2 separate regions of the Rattus norvegicus genome follow, and region 1 is linked to region 2. Evidence: chromatin contacts called from public Hi-C data. All regions are on one chromosome and are shown on one strand. The core of a region is the stretch at or near the end of the contact, and the rest is flanking DNA. Distances in the headings are between cores, read along the strand shown. Region 1 has its middle 39 kb from the start of Slc2a2. Region 2 overlaps Tnik (TRAF2 and NCK interacting kinase).

What was found. Hi-C and Micro-C count contacts between places; a contact is called where the count stands out from the background.
Region 1: a Hi-C map of liver shows a contact between it and region 2, with 17 times the contacts expected there. The contact joins two enhancer-like sites. A contact is called at or near these places in 8 of 12 Hi-C or Micro-C datasets (the A7r5 cell line, the Rat2 cell line, Schwann cells and 3 more).

Annotation. Positions count from the first base shown.
Region 1 is chr2:113,577,820-113,580,888 of GRCr8, forward strand. No RefSeq gene overlaps it. Among named protein-coding and RNA genes, the nearest start is that of Slc2a2, 39 kb to the left of the region's middle. Within about 2 kb of position 1,347, at least 1 of the 93 cell types and tissues checked has an H3K27ac peak or open chromatin away from gene starts, as enhancers often do. A contact at or near this core is called in liver, where this site is marked.
Region 2 is chr2:113,498,496-113,501,811 of GRCr8, forward strand. All of the region lies in intron 27 of Tnik (TRAF2 and NCK interacting kinase), which reads left to right. Among named protein-coding and RNA genes, the nearest start is that of Slc2a2, 40 kb to the right of the region's middle. Within about 2 kb of position 1,791, at least 10 of the 93 cell types and tissues checked have an H3K27ac peak or open chromatin away from gene starts, as enhancers often do. A contact at or near this core is called in liver, where this site is marked.

The DNA.
Region 1 (3,069 bases), core at 97-2,596, 79 kb after region 2:
ACTAGCATAAACTGACCATCACCAAGAAATGAGGGAAATAAAATCATTTCCTGGTCAAAGTTAGATAGACTTCCTGCCCGGGCTGTTTATTAAAATAAAAAATATAGTATGTTGCAGTAGTATAGGTGTCTACATGACACTATGTGCTATGGTATTCTATCCAATACTATAACCCACGGTATCCCTTACCACGCTACATCCCTCTCCTACACAGTATCCTATACAATGCTAATTCCAATTCTCCAGTGGAAATTTCCACATAAGCCCAAGCTTTTATATTATTTTACTACAAATAATTTATTTTAAACAATATCCCCTAAGAATAAACTACAGTTACATGAAACCGGTTGGTTACATGTTGAGTATTAAAATACTGTGCAGGAAAGAGACCTGTCGCAGAGCCAGCCCTTCCCTGTTAACAAATGGCCTGTTTACCACAGTTCTAGGCTTCTACCAGAGCCATCCTCTGCCTTGAGACACTTTTAATCTCTGTTGATGATTCCTGTGACTTTCACCAAGCGGCCTCACACAGCAGTCATTATTTTCTGCCATCTGAGGGCTTCATGAATTGTAAATTGATTCAAAACCGATCAAAACACATCAACTTCCACTTCAAAACCTATTCCAAAGCCAAATAGTTTTCCATTAATCCAAAATGTCACTGGGAAACCCACCGTGACGATCTTACTCGGTGGCAAGCACATTTATTCACTTTAGCCTTGGAAATGAGCTTAATAAAATGTCGCATGGTTCTTTCTGTCTTATTTTCAATGTATCCTCGTCACAGGAAAGTATTTTGAAGGATGTTTGATAGAAGGCGGTGTGTGTGTTGGGGGACTGGGTGCGAGCACAGTGGAGCATGCAAGTGTGGAGGAGGCCAACGGTACCGATCGCCCTCTGTTGCACTCCACCTTGTTGGACGCACAGTCTCTCACAAGCCCTGAAGCCTACCATCTCAGCTAGGCTGACCGCCAGCAAATGCTGACACTCACCGGTCTCCACGCATGCTCAGCCCCACTGCTGGAGGTGCAGATGTGGGCCCTCTGCACCAAAGCTTTTCAGTGAACGCCGGGGGTCCTATCTCAGCTCCTATGGCAAGTACTTTACTGCTGTGCTGTCTCCCCAACCCCAGACGGCTGGTCCTGACTGTGATATCACAGTCTAAATTGAATCTTTCTGGTAGGTGCAAGAGCAGCAATGGAAGGTGGCCTCCAGTTCCCTGCTGGGGAGCAGAGTCTGATCTGGGAGCTGCTGTGGGGATGCTCCTTTCTCCGCAGTATTCAAGTGAATATGCACGCACCTTGATGCTAATCTGAAGTCTGCAGTTGGGCTTGCTGATCAACAGTTTCACTCTAAGCTGCTTGTGCTGCTGTCCATGTGCTCTCCCGGTGCATCTCAGAGTCCACTCGCTGTCCAGATAAGGCCTGGGATCTCTCCTCGTGGATTTTTACCCAGGTCATTTGCAACCAAGTGTCTGGCTGTTTTGTCTTGTGAAACCACTGGATCTCACTCACAAAGAATGTTTAGGACATTAAAACTAACTACACCCCATACTATACTCTACTGTTAGATACATATCATATCAGTGCTTTTGTCTAGAGCTACAGACTACATAACACCAAACGTGAACCCCAACATAACCCATGGCCTTTGGGCGATGAGGACCTGTCAGTGAGTTTAGTTGGTCTACTGCACTCTGGTGGGGAACGCTGTGAGGGAGGGAGGTCTTGCTTGTAGAAGGCAAAGGCTGCATCTTTGCTCTGAAACTGAAATTCAGTGAATAAATAAATAACTGAAGAATACAGTCTATACAGGCTGGAGGGAGGCCTCAGTTGCTAAAAGCAATTACTGCGTTTGCAAAGGGCTCACGTTTGCTTCCTAGCACCAATATTGTAGCAAACGGTCATCTGAAACTCCAGGGCGTGTGTGTCAGGGCGGGGGAGGGCAGAGGTAAGCTATTTTAAAAACCACCTCTCTCTCCCTACTTTTAGATAGTTTTCAATGTTGGATAGTACTTCGCTAAATGGAACTGGAATCACCACCTTGCTTCCATTTTCAGGTGGGAATATATTCCACATAAAAATCTATAGGGGCTCAATTTCAGCCTACCATAGAGGGACGTTGTAAAGATCTGATTTTTCTTACATTATGTATATGTATGGGTGCAGGATATATGGCACCCCAGGGACCAACAGTGGTGGTCCCTCTGGAGCTGAAGGCTGTGCGCTGCCTGACATGGGTGTTGGGCACTGAACTTGGGTCCTCGGTAAGATCACTACAAGCCGTTCCTTCAGTCCCAGGGTGACTTTTAACAAACCATTTAGTTGCCTTTGAGTTCACTTCTAAGACAACCAGTGTATAAATTAGGTGTTTACTATGTGCCAGATAGCCTTTAAAATAGTTTTATTGTATTTATTTGAGGAGTAACAGGCCATGTCACATGTGAGGAGAGGGGATCAAATCTAGGACCAGAGGATAAAACTCAGGTCACCAAGCTTGGTGCAGATGCCCTTACAACTGAGGCATCTCTCAGGCCCCTGTAAATAATTGTAGCACATCTATCCTGTCAGCACCTTCAGATGGGCACATCTACTGTCCCATGATGACAGCAGTAGCACAAACATGCTCATGGGTTCCCTCTCTCTCTCTCTCTCTCTCTCTCTCTCTCTCACTCTCTCTCTCTCAACCTGGCAAATGCTTGTCCAGTGTCCTTGGAGGAATCTGAATGACGCCCTCACAGCTCTGGGAACTGAGCCCTGCCCTCCCAGCCTTGGGTTTCTCGTCTGTGGATGAACTGCTGATAAGAAAGCCCCAGATACACAGACACATTAATAAACACCACTCATTTGTTGCAGCTTCCCCTTCGAAGAAGGAGAGAGCCGCTGGTCGTTAGCACAAATGACTCTGAGCACTGCAGAGTATATGGTCCCACTGCAATGAAGTGTAGACGAATTATTAATAAAATGACATTTTTTCAAAAATGAAGTGCACTGGATTCGTAGGAACACTCCATACTCTGTAATTCCTCAAGAAGGTTTAACACGTTACTATGATTTGAAAAGTTGCTTT
Region 2 (3,316 bases), core at 541-3,040:
CAAAAAAATGTTTCAGTTGGGAACCTGGAGACCTAGGAAAGCCAATTGTGTGATTTGATTCAAGTCAAAAAGCCTGGGGACCCAATGAATTGATGACAGGATTCCAGTCAGAAACCTAGCTGACTAAAGACCCCAGAAGCGCTGGTCCAGCCTGAGTTTGAAGATAAGAAAACTCATACCTCACCTGGGACAGGGGGAGGCTTTGCCTTCTGGTTCTATTCAGACCTTCAAGTTCTTAGCTAAGGCACACTGTACTCTGCTTTACCAGGCAACTATTTTAAATATTATTCTCATCAGGAAAACTCTGATAGAAACACATTGAATAATGTTTGATCGAATATTTGATTTGATTAGCCCAGCCAAATTGACCTATAAAGTTAAGCATTATGCTATCAAATTACACGTCAGTGTGAAGACATTTATAGGCAGGCCCTAGCTCCAGAATATTCCATTTCATGCACCGTCTCTGAGAAAGCTACTGAGGATGTGTCCCACTAAAATAAAAAACAAAAATCAAAAAAAACTAAACTTAGTGATTGTGGAAAAGAAGATAAAAGAAGTGCCCAGAACGATGCCCAAAAGAATGTGAGATGACCACTTTACCTCAGGCCCACAAAACAAGATAGTGCAGAGCACCAGAGTCCTACCAACAAGAGAAAACACCACAGCATGCGTAGATGAAGACCGCTCAACCATTCAGAAAGACACTTCCTAGCAGAAAGTTCACATCTACTTAAATGCGTAGAAAGAAAGGCAGTGAGAAAACATGAGGAAGAGTTGGAAAGAAAAGCCTCATCGTGGTGTGCTACATGCCGTAGGTGTGAGCGGAGATTAGCTGAACTCTTAAGACACTTTCACCTGAGCTTTGACATGAGTAAACCGGGCATGAGGTAGGCAGTAGTGTGCATGTGTGAGCTCTAAGCAACTTCGTGGAAGGGAAATGGCTTTACAAATTGATAGTTTTCATGCTGAGAACCCCATCGCTACTGTCCATATTTGAAAGTGGGACTGATGGTGTGGCTTTTGAGAATCTTTTCCTTTAAAACTTGTCTCTGGCGATTGAAAGGAATAAGGAAATTTCTGCGTGTTCATGAGATGTACACAAGACTTCAGCTTGGTTTTTTAACTGAGAAATAACAGCACAGGCACAGCAGAGAGGCTTTCGACATTGCCCCGAAGGTTGCCCTCGTGTAGTCTCAAGAAGGCACCGTATGGGTTTGAAACTGTAACCTACAGAGTTGGTCCAGCCACAGATTTATGTGGTGGTAACTGAGAGCAGAAACAGCAATCAGGGGAGATACCATAAAGGAACTCAGAAAACAAGAACCAACTTATTCATATTGTCTGTCTTGGAACCTTAGTGTCTTATCTTTTGACAACTAGAGAGGGCCTTGTTCTAGAATGTTCTCCATGCCCCTTCCTCCGCATTCATTCCAAGTCACCTTCTGAGATGTCTTGACATTAGGAGACAGAGACAAGTGACTAGGAGATTCAATCAAGAAAGCTCACCCCCTCCCATACATGATGAGCCCTTTGTGTTTTGTGCCCTAAAGGAGCCTTTCTAATCTTTATAGCACAATGGGCTTGTTTATATGCACTTATTTAGAAACATAAAGGTAAGCTGGGGGGGGGGGTACAGACAAGGTTCACAAACACACACAGCACCTGTAAAATGCATCACCACAGCCTGAGTCTGTCCGACTGCTCCCCATCGGAGAGTACAGTGCCAGACACTGAAACCAGCTAAGCAGTGTTTGACCAAGGGAGGAAGGGATGTTGACTGGGCAGAGTACTATTCACAAAGCAGACCACATGGGGGAGTATGTTTTCCATAGCAATCTGGTGACATCCAGGCCCCACCACTGCCTTTGTGTGGGAATCAGAATTATTTCGTCCTTTCTTGTCATCCTCTGAGGCTGCAGTTTCCTCTTTCCTTAGTCGGACTGTGTGGCAAAGCATTAGACCCAGCCCACACCATCCCCACCAGGCAGCACAGAGCTTCATGTCCACAAGCTCTGCATTCGTGAAGACTGCGGGTTTCTGCATGAAAGAGACATGCATGTTCTCAGAAAGAAGCAGAGCACTTCAAGTGTGACTGTGGAAAACATTTAGGATTGCTTCTAAAGATGGCTCTGAAAAACAGCTGTTAAATTTTCCTTTGCATAGAAATATTTTTTAATTATCATTTGACATGTATTAGCCCAAATATTTTAGTGATCGGATTGTGTCACATAAACTAGGATCATGTAATTATAAAGCCATAAGACTAATTGCAGGAGACAGTAACATTTCTGAATGCTGTGTCTTGCCTATACCTGGAAAACGTTTTAAAAATGTCAGCATCCTGCTTAACCTACTCATCTCCCATCAGCCTTCTGAACATTTCTAATCTGGTCCTTCTGATCAAGGCTGTCTTATTTCACTGCCTTGGCACACACATGCCGACCGATAACACAAAGTTACAGAAGAAGGTGTGACCTGAGAGCAATAGTTGATCAGTACTCACTAGGACTTTGAGACCCTCTTAAGTATCAGAAAAATTTTACCTCGGTTATCCAGAAAACCACAGCTTCTTGCTTGTGGAATTCCAGTCAAGATAGCAAAGGCACCTTATAATGCATGTAACTAGTCCCATGTGCTCAAATTCCTATGAAATTCAAAAACAGAAGACAAGAAGGACAATATCTGCTAATAACTTTGTAAAAGAACTTGAATGAGACATTGAGCAAATTTCATCTTATATAAACAATAAAATAGGTATTACAGAAAAGCAAGTGGTTTAATCTAAAAGTCACATAAAATACTAATTTTTCCTATATATGCTTACCTAATGTTTCTTTTAAGGATGTGTTAATCTTTGTGAATCTTTCTCTGTAAGGTCAGAGAACAAGCCATGTTGGCTGGGGTGTAGCTCGATGGCAGAGTATTTAAAAGGAGGGATTGGGTTTAGTCCCTAGCATTGCAAAGGTGGGGGGGGGGGCAGTTCACACCGTAAAAAAATTATAAAAGAGCCGAGCAGAAACCAACATTTCATATATCATATATCCCTGTAAAAATCTATCCTACCTGACTTTCTTACGATACAGGATATTTTTTGTACAGATATTTTATACAGAAAATAACTGGCATATGTATCATTTGTTTGCAGAATTAGACTCGTCCTTTAATAGTGGGAAATCCAGAAGGCTTTAAAGAATTCTGTATCCCTTCAAAGGCATCATTGTAAATTCTGATTATTATGTTATCAGAAACACATAGACCACAGTAACTAAGCGCTCAGATGACAAATGTGTCATTCATTCTCTTGGTAAGCACT